Linked DNA regions of Pan troglodytes: region 1 is linked to region 2. Evidence: chromatin contacts called from public HiChIP or PLAC-seq data. All regions are on one chromosome and are shown on one strand. Each heading gives the region's core, a stretch centred on a gene start, on an enhancer-like site or on the middle of the called end of the contact. The rest is flanking DNA. Distances are from core to core; before and after follow the strand shown. Region 1 holds the start of POMP (proteasome maturation protein). Region 2 holds the start of PAN3 (poly(A) specific ribonuclease subunit PAN3).

Region 1 (6,307 bases), core at 1,062-3,561, 520 kb before region 2:
ATCCAGGCTGGAATGCAGTCGAGCAATCACGGCTAACTGCAGCCTAGACTTCCCAGGTTCAAGCGATCCTCCTGCCTCAGCCTTTCAAGTAGCTGGGACTACACGCGTGCAACATCACGCCTGGCTAATTTTTTTATTTTTTGTGGAGATAAGGTCTCAACTATGCTGGCCAGGCTAGTCTCAAACTCCTGTGCTCAAGCGATCTTCCTGCCTCAGCACCCCTCAAAGTGCTGGAATTACAGGTGTCAGCCAGCATGCATGGCCCAAGACGCTAACTTTAAATCACTTGTTGCTCAAGTCCAATATCCCTGTGATTCTGCAGAAAAATGTAAAACAGCTACAGGTAGTTTTAGTATCAAATTTTATATTATTCTAGAAGAAAATATTCTGAGAAGTCAGCTTTTTAACTGATTTCTTAATTCGTTTGTATATTTGATTTAGTCAGGTATTTTATCCTTTCCAGGGTTTCTTCACTACACCACTCTAGCCCAGCCTATCACACATGGATAACTTCAACAGCATTCTACTGGGTCTTGCTGCCTTTAGACTCACCCATTTTCCAGTTCTGTATATCAAGGTTTTCCTCAAGCATGAAACCTCCTCCAACAAAACTGCTATAAAATCTTTGTTGGTTCATCGATGTCTGAAGCACAAAGTTCAGACTCCTTAGCCTGGACCTAAAGAACCTGCGTAATAGGTTCCAACTCCCCTACATACAAGAAGTCATGGTGGACGAGGAAAAGAATCTGAACTCTAGTGTGGACTGTCACTAACCTACTTTGTGACTGCCAGCAAAGCACCAACCTCTCTGGCCTTGTTTACTCATCTGCACCAAGGAGCTGAACTCCTACCAGGACTACAAATGCTCCTTGACTTATGATGGGGTTACTTCCTAATAAATCCATCTTAAATTGAAAATGTCAAAAGTCAAAAACACATTTAACACACCTAACCTACTAAACATCAGGCCTTAGCCTAGCCTACCTTAAATGTGCTCAGAACACTTACACTAGCCTACAGTTGGCCAAAATCATCTAATACAAAGCCTACTTTATTAAAAAGTACTGGGTATCTCATGTAATTTATTGAATACTGTACTGAAAGTGAAAAACAGAATGGCTGTATTGGTACTCAAATATGGCCTCTACTGACTGTGTATGGATTTCACACCATCATAAAGTCAGAAGATTGTTGAACCACCAGAGGTTGGGGACCTTCAGCAGAGATGTGTGATTGTTACTTTCCAAATGTATCTTCTATTACTTCCCTATATGAACATTCTCCTCCTTCTGGACTGCTTTATTGTAAAGTAACAAGGTTTCAACGCACAAAGAAAAGGTGAATTCTGACTTCTGGATTCTGTTATTGTCATTTTCCCCAATTTCCTTCTGTAAAATATCAGGATTAGTACTTGCTGTTTCTAATAAAGGAAGGAGCCGAGAAAGGCAAATCTACGAAAACCTAACTACTAGTTATATTTGAGAGTGCCTAAAAAACTTTTTAACGATTAGCAGTATTTACCAATAGAAACTTTCTAGATTTGGATGGATGGCCTACCAGCAGTACCGATATCAGAGTCTGTGGCAATGGTGACTCAGTGTTCTTCTCAAATACCACAACTTCCAAGTTAAAAGAAAGAGAAAGTGGTGGGGATGAGAAGGAGGGAGGAGATGTACTAACAATACTGGCAAACAGGGAATAGCAACTGTCTGATATTTTCCCCTCTAACATCTAGCACACTACAAGCTCTCAAAAAAGTTTGTAGAGCAAAGCTGCGTTACACAAATGCGACCTATAGTTGTGGGTTGTTTACCAGGCAGTTACAAGGGCGGGGGCTGGGGAAGATGAGGAGTCTGAGAGCTCCGGGCTCCCAGAGGTTACCCCTCAAGGAAAGGGTTGCCAGCGCCACCCCACAGAACGTTGCACTTTCACGGCTGCCTTTTCCACTTCTGCGCCAAGTAAGGGGAGGAGGTCTGGGCCTGCTGGGGTCTAAGGGCTGGAAGAGCGCAAACCGAGCTAAGAGGAGCAGGATGAAGCCGAAGCGCTGCTAGTGGGACTAGTGCCGGGCCCCGGCGACAGCCACGACCCACCCAAACCCCGTGACTCGACAGATTATGGCGCCTGAGGCCGGCCTCAGCCCCACGCTGCCGCCGCCGCCGCCACCGGGGACGGGTTGGGAGGCTACTGCCTGTTTCTGCCGAGCCACGGTCCCGAGCCCGCGTGGAACTCCGGCCGCCCGGGTACCCACTCACCATCTTCCGCAGCTCTGCGAACAGCCTCTCTGCCCCGTTACCGTCAGTCGACCCCGCCGCTCACTTCCGTTTCCGAGGGCTGGCCCCCACATCCGCCGGAAGTGCGTCCGTCCTGGCGAGGAAGGAAGGAGGGCGCGGGACGCCGGAGGGAGCTGCGCGGGGCCGAGGCTCCCACGCTTGCAATCCCAAGGGACCCAGGGCCAAGGGCGCAGTAAGGGTGTGGGCTGGGAGGAGGGAGGGGTCGGGACGAGACGTGCCTGAGGGGAGGGAAGACACGGACTCCGGTTTATTAATAAACATCTATGGTTTGTACGGCATTTTAAGATGTGCAGTGTGCTTTTGTAGGTACATCGCATTATTTAACACAAAATCTCTCTGAGGTAGCTATTACATTTCACAGAAGGGTAAACGAGGCGTAGGTGATTTGAGTGATTTGCTTGAGATCGTTCGGCTAATAAAGCAAAATTGGGACACAAGGCTTTTGTCATTTTTAAAAAACATAATATCGAAGGCCTGGTATGTTCCGAACCCTGTGCTGAGGCTAGGAATACAGAAAAGGACCAGACCGCTGCGGCCTCTGGGCTAGAGGAGCAGGGGTACTCCGGAGGCTAGAGGGGAGAGAGGCTCTGGACGATAGTGACTACAAATTAAGTAAATGTGATCATGACCGACATATGTTGGGCTCTTTGAACTGCGTTATCAACACAGTTCTAAGTGCTTACATCCTTCATCTCTTTTAATCTTTTCAGTAACCTTACGAGTACAATTTACAGGTGAAGAAACCGAGACATGAAGGGCTTAAATAAATATGCCTAAGGACATATTTATGAGTCTAGAATCCATGCTCGTTACACTATTCTGTATTGTTCAAATGTAATGTAATAAAACGGCCTTATAGTCTGCTGCCACAGGATGGAGACATCTTAGGGAATCTTTGGACTGACAGCTAAAGGATAAGAGCGAACTAGTTTGGGGTAGTAGGATATTTAAAACAACATTACGTGCAGATCTGCTTGTGCAAAAACGGAACTGGAAAGAAGGCCTAAGTCTGGCTAAAGTTCAGAAAGTAAAGTGGAGAGTACTGTGAGATGAGGTTGTAAGTAGATGGAGGCAAGTGGTTTTTGTTGTTGTTTTTGTTTGTTTGTTTTAAATAATGAGAGGGTTTAGCTATGTTGCCCAGGCCTGCGTTGAACTCCTGGGCTCAAGCGATTCTCCTGCTGCAGCCGGCTGAGTAATTGGAACTACAGGCGTGCATCATGGGACCTAGCTACAGGTTTTTTATGCAGCCTTTGTAGGCAAGATTAAGGATGAGGCTTTGTCTTTAAAAAGCCATCGAAGGATTTGAGAGAGGAAAATGATAAGGCCATATATGTTATGTATATCCACTGCCATGGTCATACAACTTTGAAGTTCCAGATGTTATGTGTTCTGCCATGCTGTCCTTTAGGTGTCTTCTGGTCCTTCACAATAGCCATGTTTAATCCTGAGATTTGAGTTGGAGTGTTTCGTTTGCATCTTTTTTTCTTTCCGTCAATTCCACCTGAGAAATTGTAAAACTGCGAATCTTTTCTTAAAAATCATTTTAACATTTGCTGATTGCTTACAGTTCAATGAATATGTATTGAACATTTGCATGGTACTAGATTCTGGAGCTATAAAGAAGAAAAGGGCAATTCCCTGTACCTGAGATGCTTATATATTTTCCTGGGGAAATAGACATGCAAACAGATATTTAAAATGCAGCATGGGCCGGGTGCAGTGGCTCACACCTGTAATCCTAGCACTTTGGGAGCCGGAGGCAGGCAGATCACTTGAGGTCAGTAGTTCGACACCAGCCTGGCCAACATGGCAAAAGCCCATCTCTACTAAAGATACAAAAAAAAAAAATTAGCCAGACATCATGGTGCATGCTTGTAGTCCCAGCTATTCAGGAGACTGAGGCACGAGAGTCGCTTGAACCCGAGAGGTAGAGGTTGCAGTGAACAGAGATCACGCCACTGCACTCCAGCCTAGGTGACACAGCAAGACTCCATCTCAAATAATAATAATAAAATAATAAAATGCAGTGTGATAAATGCTTGATAGAGAAAGGGGCTAAACCAGAAAGTTGTTGGGAGCAGGAGAAAACAGCATTCACGGAAGAGGAACGTGTAAAGGCAAGAGATTTGTGAAAAGTCGTGTTGTTATCTGAGTAATGGAAAACATTTCTCTGTGGCTGGAGCTCTGGGTGAGCAGGTGAAGCAAAATGAGATGAGGTTGGAGGGACAGGTTGGGGCCAAAACAAAGGGCCTTCTATGGTATGCTGAGGTTTAGGGCTTTTTCTTATAGACAACAGGAGATAATGGAGGTCTTTTCACAAACATTTGGAATTAAAAAAAAAAAATTCTGGTGGCAGCATGAAGGACAGACTAAGATTGGGAGAAAGTAGGAACCAGGATACCATTTAAGCCACTAATGGTACGCTAAGGTAGTGTCACATACTGGAAAGGCTTTGAAAGGAAGGAAAAAATAGGAGTGAACCTAAGAAATACCAGAATTCAAAAGACAGCCAGAAGAAGGGGAGCCTGCTTTAAAGGCTATGCCATCTTCGAATCAAAAGGGCAAGAAAGTATTGAGAGGTTAGAAAGTAGTTCAAAAGTAGCTAAAAAGGGATCATAAAGCCCTGAAAATAGGCTTTTGGTGACCAGTGTGAAGAGTTGTTTTAGTGGCTCAGCAAGGAGAAAATTCCCTTTATTTTGAGTCTTACACCCAAGTTTATATCCTATTTTAAATGGTTTGTTACAGTATTAACTAATACTGGGTACTTTTTAGTATGCTAAATAATTAAGTAAATTAGATTTGATGCTGGAATGATTTAATTATATTTACTTAAGCTTTATGTTAAATAGCTTAGAGGATAGAACATTAGTAATGATACCTAACATTTGTTACATGTCAGGCCAGGGTTTAGTTCTTTGCATATATTGTTTCAATTAATCCTGTGAGGTAGATACTATCATTATGCACATTTCACAGAAAATGCCGGGGCATCGTATGAGAACAAGCACCCTATTTTGTTTTACTTTTTGTAGTCGTCTTTGACTTTACTCTTAAGTCAGTCTGGTGACATAGCTAGGTAAACTGAGGACAAATTCAGCTTCATTCACATCTGGCAAGAACCCTCCTCCCTCCTCCTAGCTCTTTCCCCATTTGTTACCTCATCTGTCTCCTGTTTGGGTACTATTCTTGTACTTCAACTTGTCAGCTGAATTTGGGTCTTCTGACCTAAATTTTAGTGCTCTCTAACGATCTAAAATTACACTTACTTTGCTCTTTTCTGTTATTTGCCTAAGCTTGGCCCTGGGCACCCAAACCCTATTACCCAGCCTGCTTGGTTAGCCCCCTCTTAAAAGCTGCTTTGTCTCCACAGCATAGTGCCTTGCATACTTTAGGCAGATACTCAGCAGGATTTTGAAATCTAATATGTAGTGAGTGTCTCTTTAGAACTTAAGAAGCTAGAAGAGGCATAGAGAAGAGAGATCTGAAAATGTCTCAGAGCTAAGGAAGATAAGATGTTGAGATAAGGGAATGACCGGTGATGTCAGATAATGATTATGGGAAGATCAATGGGGTTTGGCAAATGGGATGTCATTTGCATAATCTTCTGGTGAGCAGTTTAACTATAAACCAGATTGTTAGGAATGAAGAATTTATAAGAAGAAAATGGAGGCGGCCAAATTTTATAGATCATTCTTTTCAGAAAGTTGTCCATTTCAAAAAATAGAATCAGGATTTTGGTTTGAATGAAAGTTGGGTTTTGTTTTTGTTTCATGTGCATGATTGGACAGACCAAAGTTTGTTAGGCAGATGTTAGAAAGAGTTGGTGAAGGGGCAAGAGTGAAGACAGCAGGGAAGAGAAGCAGCAAGAAGGAATGATTGAGATAATGATCTCTCAGATGCCCAGAACAGGTGTGAGAGGGAATCAAGGACAAAGATGCAGCTGTTAGAAACAGGAGGCAGGCCCAGGCGCAGAGACTCACTCCTGTAATCCTAGCACTTTGGGAGGCTGAGGCAGG
Region 2 (6,999 bases), core at 949-3,448:
CTATCAGATTATTTTAAGATCTAGTTCTCCAGAATTCCCAAGAAAGTAGGACTCCTATTTGGTTTAGAAACGCTCAATATACTAAGAAACAAAACAGGGACATCTGGCACCGGCTCTATTCGTAAAGGCAACATTCTCTAATAGATTACGCTCACATTCAATTGTAAACTCCACTAACAACTAACAAGCTTCAGGTCAATAGATAACAACACACTGAGAGGCTGAGGAGGACAGATCACTTGAGGCCAGCAGTTTGAGACCAGCCTGGCCAACACAACGAGACTACTATCTCAACTAAAACTACAAAAAATTATCTGGCCGTGGTGGCGCGCGCCTGTAGTCCCAGCTACTCCGTAGGCAGAGGCAACAGAATCGCTTGAACTCGGGAGGCGGAGGTTGCAGTGAGCTGAGATCGCGCAACTGCACTCCAGCCTGAGCGACAGGGCGAGACTCTCTCCAAAACAACAACAACAACAACAACACATGAAAAAGAAATATAAACAGCCTTAAGATGTCCCCACCCAAGTGCTCAGTCGCACATAAACGCAGGCTGCACATGACATGCATTCAAGACACAATGCTAAGAGTTTGCTTGATACAAAGCTATAGAAGACAGGATCCCAGCTGACACCAGCAAACTTATTCTAGCTTTCAGGGAAACTCAGATGAAATGCGTCTTTGTGAAATCCCTACTCTAAACTCTCGATTAAACCTGAGCACACTTTGAACGCGACAGTCCGCTCCCTCCTAATCCTTAGAAAGCATTTCCTGCCTGCAAAACCTTTCTCCCGCAAGCCTTCTACAAACTTTTTCCGTTCTTTCAACCTACTCCACGAAGCCTTAAGCCCGCCCCTCACCTCCCGCCCCCTACACACACACACACACACACGCACACACACACACAAACACACCCCTCCCCACTAGGGAACCTCAACACTCTGCAGACGCCACTCCACAAGGACACGCAAAACACATGTGCCTGCAAACCCAGCCCCTTTCCACACCCCCCGGAAACGACACCCCCTTTCTCACACTCCGCACGCCACAGCCCATCCCCCTTCCTCCCCGCCCCCACCTCACATCACCCCAGTCCTCCCACCCACGTTCCCGGGAACCCAACCTCCCAGCGCTCTCCGACTTGCCGAAGGCAGTGGGGAGGGGAAGCAGGAAGAAGGAAGGAGGGCTCAGGCCCGGCCTAGGCCTCTCAGACCGCTTTGGGAGGTGAGGGGGGGAGTCCGCGGGCCGTGCTCAGCTCCCGTCGGCAGCAGGGCCTCATCCGGCCCAGGCCTGCCCTCCGCCGCCGCGGCCCGCCCCGCCCGCAAAACACTCACTTGCCAGGCGCGGTCCATCGAGTCCCCCGCTGCTGCCTCCTCCGCCGGCTGCGGCTCCGGTCCCCGGGTCCCCCAGGTCCGGCTTCTTGGGCCCGGGGGGCGGCCCAGCTCCCCCGCCCGCGACGGCTCCCGGCGGAAAGCCGGCCACGGGTGCACCAGCCAGAGCCAGGGGGACGCTGTTGCTATGGAGGCCGAGGCCCGGGGCAGCCCCGGCGGCAGGGTCCTCATGCAGGAACTGACACTCCTCCCCGTAGAAGCAAGTCTTATCCTTAGCGTAGTAGCGGCAGTACTTCAGCTTCACTCCTACCGCCGCCCCGCCGGGGACACCCCCGACCCCCGGCGGGGCCACCACCGCCACCGCCGCCGCCAGCGAGGAGGAGGAAGGGGAGGCGGCGGCCGAGGTGGGCGGGAGGCCGCCGCCACTGTTCATGGCAACGCCGCAGCCTCGTCTTCCGCCGCCGCCCGAGGAGCCGCCGCCGCCGCCGCCACCATAGACGGGGGAGGAAAGGAAGACGCTGCCGGTGCCGGATAAAAGCCTGGGCGGGTGGGTCTGTCCCGCTGCGGGAGCCGGAGCCGCCCGGGGAGAAGGGGGAGGGGAGAGGGGAGGGAGGAGGGGGTAGAAGGAGGGAGGGTAGGGGGAGAGTTGGGATTCTCTCACTCACTCTCTCGTTCTCTTTTCTTAAAGGGGCCGCGCGGGACGACGGGGTGGGCGCGCGGGCCCAGACGGGGACTTCGAGGGCGCGGGCAGGGGAACAGGGAGCGGCAGCGGCAAGCGGGTGGGGAAGGCGGAGGGGCCGGTTTATTTTTAAATTCTGCCTCCACTCGCTCTCTCGCGCTCTGGTTCCTCCGAGTTGTTTATTCCATTTTCCTCTTCCTGAGACGGCCGTCGCCGCTGCGCGTGCGCGCCGAGACGCGAGGGCTTATGGGTAGCAGGAGCGCTAGGGGAAGCCTGGCCGGCGTCGGGCCCCCGGGGGCATCCGCGAGCTATCGGCGGTTGGACCGGCGGCTCTGGGTGGCGTTCCGGACGCGGATCTGGCGCCGAAGTTCTCACGAGACCTGATACCTTCCTTATTTGTATATTCTCTTACTTAAAAAGCCAGATGTCTTTTTTTTTTTTTTCATTGAAAAGAGAAAATTGACAACGTAAACGGTCGTTTGGAGGGGCCACCTGGGGACGCGGCCCGAGCCCTGGCTCTACCTGAAGAATATCTTCTATTTGCCACACTTCCTCTCCCCGTTTCCTTTCTTCGCCCCTCTCCTCTTTCCCCTTCCCCTCGAAGGTAATGAGAACTACTGGACCGATTACGCTAACCTCTTGGCCCTTTGTCAAAAAATGGAGCCAAAAAGGTTGATTTAGACAGACCCCCTGCTCAGTGCAGCACCTGTTATTCTCTGTATTTATATTACCAAGGGCCTTCGGTAAATTATGAAAAATAGGATGCCACCTGGGACAACACTGCTTAGACAGCACTGGAAGACCTTTATAAATATACTAGGTTGCTTTTCTCCAATCAGCTAGCCTTGATTTGAAATTCATTTTTATTTTTTTTGAGACGGTGAAATTCATTTTTAAAAGATAGTTTTAACCTCAGCGATCTCTGATGTTTGCGCTAATACCCTTTTAAAGGCTTTCAGAAATTTTAAGGAATTGCTATGAAAGGAAAAGTAACATTCTAGTTTTTCTCTGTAAAAGAGGTTCACAAACGGCAGATCGCTGTTATGAAAAGAAGGGGTGGAAGTATTTAAGGAATTGTGGCAAACAAAGTCACAGAAGAATGGATATAAGCAAAAGTAGCACACTGAAAAAAATGGGGAAAAGTGGAGTCTAGATCACAAACTGATAAGCTTGGTGATGTTCTCTAGCCAAATTCGAAGGTAATAACATTGTATTATGGCTTTCTGTTTAAAAGCAGTTTCGCTTATTTGATTATTCAACAAATCTTTATTAACACGCATTACGTGTACCAGAAACTGTGGTACACTTAACTGTGGAGCTGGGGAAGCAAAAGTGAACATGCCGCCTTAAGTGAGTTCAGATGGCTTATCTTCCGGTTGGGGAGGCATCAAGTACACAGGTCCGTTGTAAACCAGTGTCTTAAGTGCTAACCTTATCACATTTGCTATTAGAGGATATTAAACATGTTAGACTTCTTGGAGAAAGTTGATACTTTCACGTTCCAAGTTTGGGAACATCATTGAATTCAGACAGATCTGGATTGAAACAGATTAAAGTGCCTACACTTTAATAGCTGTGTTCCTCTCAGTTAATTGCTTCATTTCTCTGTGCCTTGTCTGTACACCTGGATTAAGAATAGTACCTACTTCATAAAGTATAACTAATAATGTATATAAACTGTCCCATGCCTAGTAAGAATTCGGTAGGTTGTAACTATTATTAATAGTATTGGCCAGGCGCAGTGGCTCACGCCTGTAATCCCAGCACTTTGGGAGGCCAAGGCGGGTGGATCACCTGAGATTAGGAGTTCGAGACCAGTCTGGCCAACCTGGTGAAACACCGTCTCTACAAAAATACAAAAAAATTACTGGGCGTGGTGGCGAGCGCCTGTGATCCCAGCTACTGGGGAGGCTGAGACATAAGAATCACTTGAACCTGGGAAGCAGAGGTTGCAGTGAGCCGAGATCTCGCCATTGCACGCCAGTCTGGACGACAGAGCGAGACTCCATCTCGAAAAAAAAGTAGTATTGCTGCTAGTGGTAGTCAGTGTATAATCAAAGAGCATTCTAGGCAAACAGCTTTTATTGTTAGAATACAGTGATAGTGGAAAATGGAGCAGAGTCCACAAAAGTCCTTGTAGGGCCATGTTAAAGAATTGAACTTTTGGCCAGGCGCAGTGGCTCACGCCTGTAATCCCAGCACTTTGGGAGGCTGAGGCGAGCAGATCACGAGGTCAGGAGTTCAAGACCAGCCTGGCCAACATGGTGAAACCCCCGTCTCTGCTAAAAATACAAAAATTAGCTGGGTGTGGTGGCAGGCGCCTGTAATCTCACCTACTCGGGAGGCTGAGACAGAAGAATTGCTTGAACCCGGAAGGCAGAGGTTGCAGTGAGATCTCACCACTGCCCTCTAGCCTGGGCGACAGAGCAAGGCTCCGTCTCAAAAAAAAAAAAAAAAAGAATTGAACTTTTTCTTGAGGATAATTGGAAGTTATTACAGGGTTTTTAAAAGTCAACATGGCAGGGCACAGTGGCTCACACCTCTAACCTCACTGCTTTGGAAGGAAGCCAAGGCAAGAGGATCACTTGAGTCCGGGAGTTCAAGACCCTCTTGGGAAAACTAGCAAGACCCTGTCTGTACAAAACAATTTAAAAATTAGCCAGGTGTAGAGGCACTTGCCTATAGTCCTAGCTACTGGGGAGGCTGAGGCAGAGGATCATTTGGGCTCAGGAGTTCCAGGATGCAGTGAGCTTTGAAGGTGCCATTTCATGCCAACCTGCACAGCAGTGAGACCCTCTCGGTCAATAAATAAAAAATAAACTTATTTGCCACACATTTCATATCTCCACACTTTTTTAGGAGACAACTACTTATTCCTATAGTAGGGTTGTCTTTTTAAGCAGGGTTCATTGTTGAGTATTCCTTTACTAAAAATAAATATGTAGTCAACTCTAAGTTATTTTCATGTTAATGAAGATTACATCCAAAACTGCAAATAATCCATAAATTATTCATAAAATGTATATTTGACCTCCAACAGCATTTCCCCAGCAACAGAGACTACATTGCTAAAGGGTAATGTTAATTTCTATTAAATGCTAATAATTGAGGCCAAGCGCATTGGCTCACACCTGTAATCCTAGCACTTTGGGAGGCGGAAGTGGGTGGATCACTTGAGGTAAGGAGTTTGAGACCAGCCTGACCAACATGGTGAAACCCCGTCTCTACCAAAAATACAGAAAATTAGCTAGGCATGGTGGCAGGCACCTGTAATCCCAGCTTCTCGGGAGGCTGAGGCAGGAGAATTGCTTGAACCTGGGAGGCGGAGGTTACAGTGAGCCGAGATTGCGCCATTGCATTCCAGCCTGGGCAACAGAGCGAGACTCCGTCTCAAAATTAATAATAATAAAGATTGAGAGGAAAACTTCACATTTTCTGAATGGTTAATTATTATATTAGTGATAGCAGCCTGAGTCTTAAAAATTCTCCCTTAAGGACAAGCATGTGGCTCACACTTATAATCCTAACACTTTAGGAGGCCAAGGCAGGAGAATCACTTGGCTCAGAAGTTCTGAGACCAGCCTAGGCAACATAGGGAAACACTGTCTCTACAAAAAAAATTAGCTGGGCATGGTGGCATTCTGTGGTCACAGCTACTTGGGAGGCTTAGGTGGGAGGATTGCTTGGGCCAGGAGGTCGAGGCTGCAGTGACAGCCTAGGTGACAGCAACCCTGGTGTCACCTGGTGAAAAAAAGGTGACCCTGTCTAAAAAAAATAAAAATTATCCCTTAAGATAGAGTGGAAACTGCATGTGGATAAATGAGAGTTGACTGTTTTTGAGTCCTAGAAATGAAATTTGCTGCATATGTATAAATACATTTCTTACATATTTGTAAAGTATGTTCCTTATGCACTAAGCTCTATAATTTTATACAAAGTTACTAGCAACTGCTTAATTTAATCTTGTTGACAAATTTTGGGTGCACTAGAAGCAAAAACCTTCCTATTTGTGGCAGTGATAAATAACTGATACATGACAGATTTTTTGGCCAGGCGCGGTGACCCACGCCTGTAATCCCAGCATTTTGGGAGTCCAAGGCAGGCGAATCACTTGAGGCCAGGGTTCCAGAACAGCCAGGCCAACATGGTGAAACCCCATCTCTACTAAAAATACAAAAGTTAGCCAGACGTGTTGGTGCAAGTGCCTATAATCCCAGCTACTCGGGAGGCTGAGGCACGAGAATCACTTGAACCTGGGAGGCAGAGGTTGCAGTGAGCCAAGATCGTGCTACTGCACTCCAGCCTGGGTGACAGAGCAAGACTACGTCTCAAAAAAAAGATTTTTTAATGTATCTATAACCCTTTATAGAAGACATAGTCTTTCATCATTATCATCATACTTATGTTCTGGTATATACTACATAGGTTTTTTTAGTGTTTATGGCAGTAAAAGCAATTTGTTACCTTTCTATACAAGTTTTCAAAGGATTTCAAGATGCTCATATTTATTATATTCTTGTGAAATACATTAAAGGCAAATATGATTTTGAAATTAATTATATCTTGGAAATGGCCCTGACAATCTAGTATATCATTGGTATCATCCCATACAACTACCACCAGCCGTATAGAAGTACCTTTAACTTAGCAAAGCTCACTATTACCACTTCTGTTGGTTAAGCACCCCCTACTCCAGAAACTAATATTTGTATGTGAAATATGACCATTATAATCTTAAATCGGATAATTCTCTATTAATAATTGATTTTACTATTTCAAAGACTATGTTTATTTCAGTTTAGATTTTCTAATTTATACTTGGATGAAAAACTTTAAATCAGGAGACTTGCTGAAAAATATATGTATTAAAGCAAGAATTTTTTTTTTTCTTTTTTTTGAGACGGAGTCTCACTCTGTCGCCCAGGCTAGAGTGCAGTGGCGCAATCCCGGCTCACTGCAAGCTCCACCTCCCGGGTTCACGCCATTCTCCTG

The links. HiChIP or PLAC-seq counts read pairs in DNA pulled down with a chosen protein or histone mark.
Region 1: a contact with region 2 is called in an H3K4me3 HiChIP or PLAC-seq map of stem cell-derived excitatory neurons, with 4 times the contacts expected there. The contact joins the promoter of POMP here to the promoter of PAN3 in region 2. A contact is called at or near these places in 1 of 7 Hi-C or Micro-C datasets (stem cell-derived neural progenitor cells) and 1 of 1 datasets of contacts at active chromatin or transcription factors (stem cell-derived excitatory neurons).

Annotation. Positions count from the first base shown.
Region 1 is chr14:27,824,656-27,830,962 of NHGRI_mPanTro3-v2.0_pri, reverse strand. It overlaps POMP (proteasome maturation protein), which reads right to left and starts at 2,311. Exons shown (of 6, transcript NM_001251996.1): 1 at 2,253-2,311. The coding sequence starts at 2,255.
Region 2 is chr14:27,299,906-27,306,904 of NHGRI_mPanTro3-v2.0_pri, reverse strand. PAN3 (poly(A) specific ribonuclease subunit PAN3) reads right to left here and starts at 2,198. Exons shown (of 18, transcript XM_009426786.4): 1 at 1,332-2,198. The coding sequence starts at 1,761.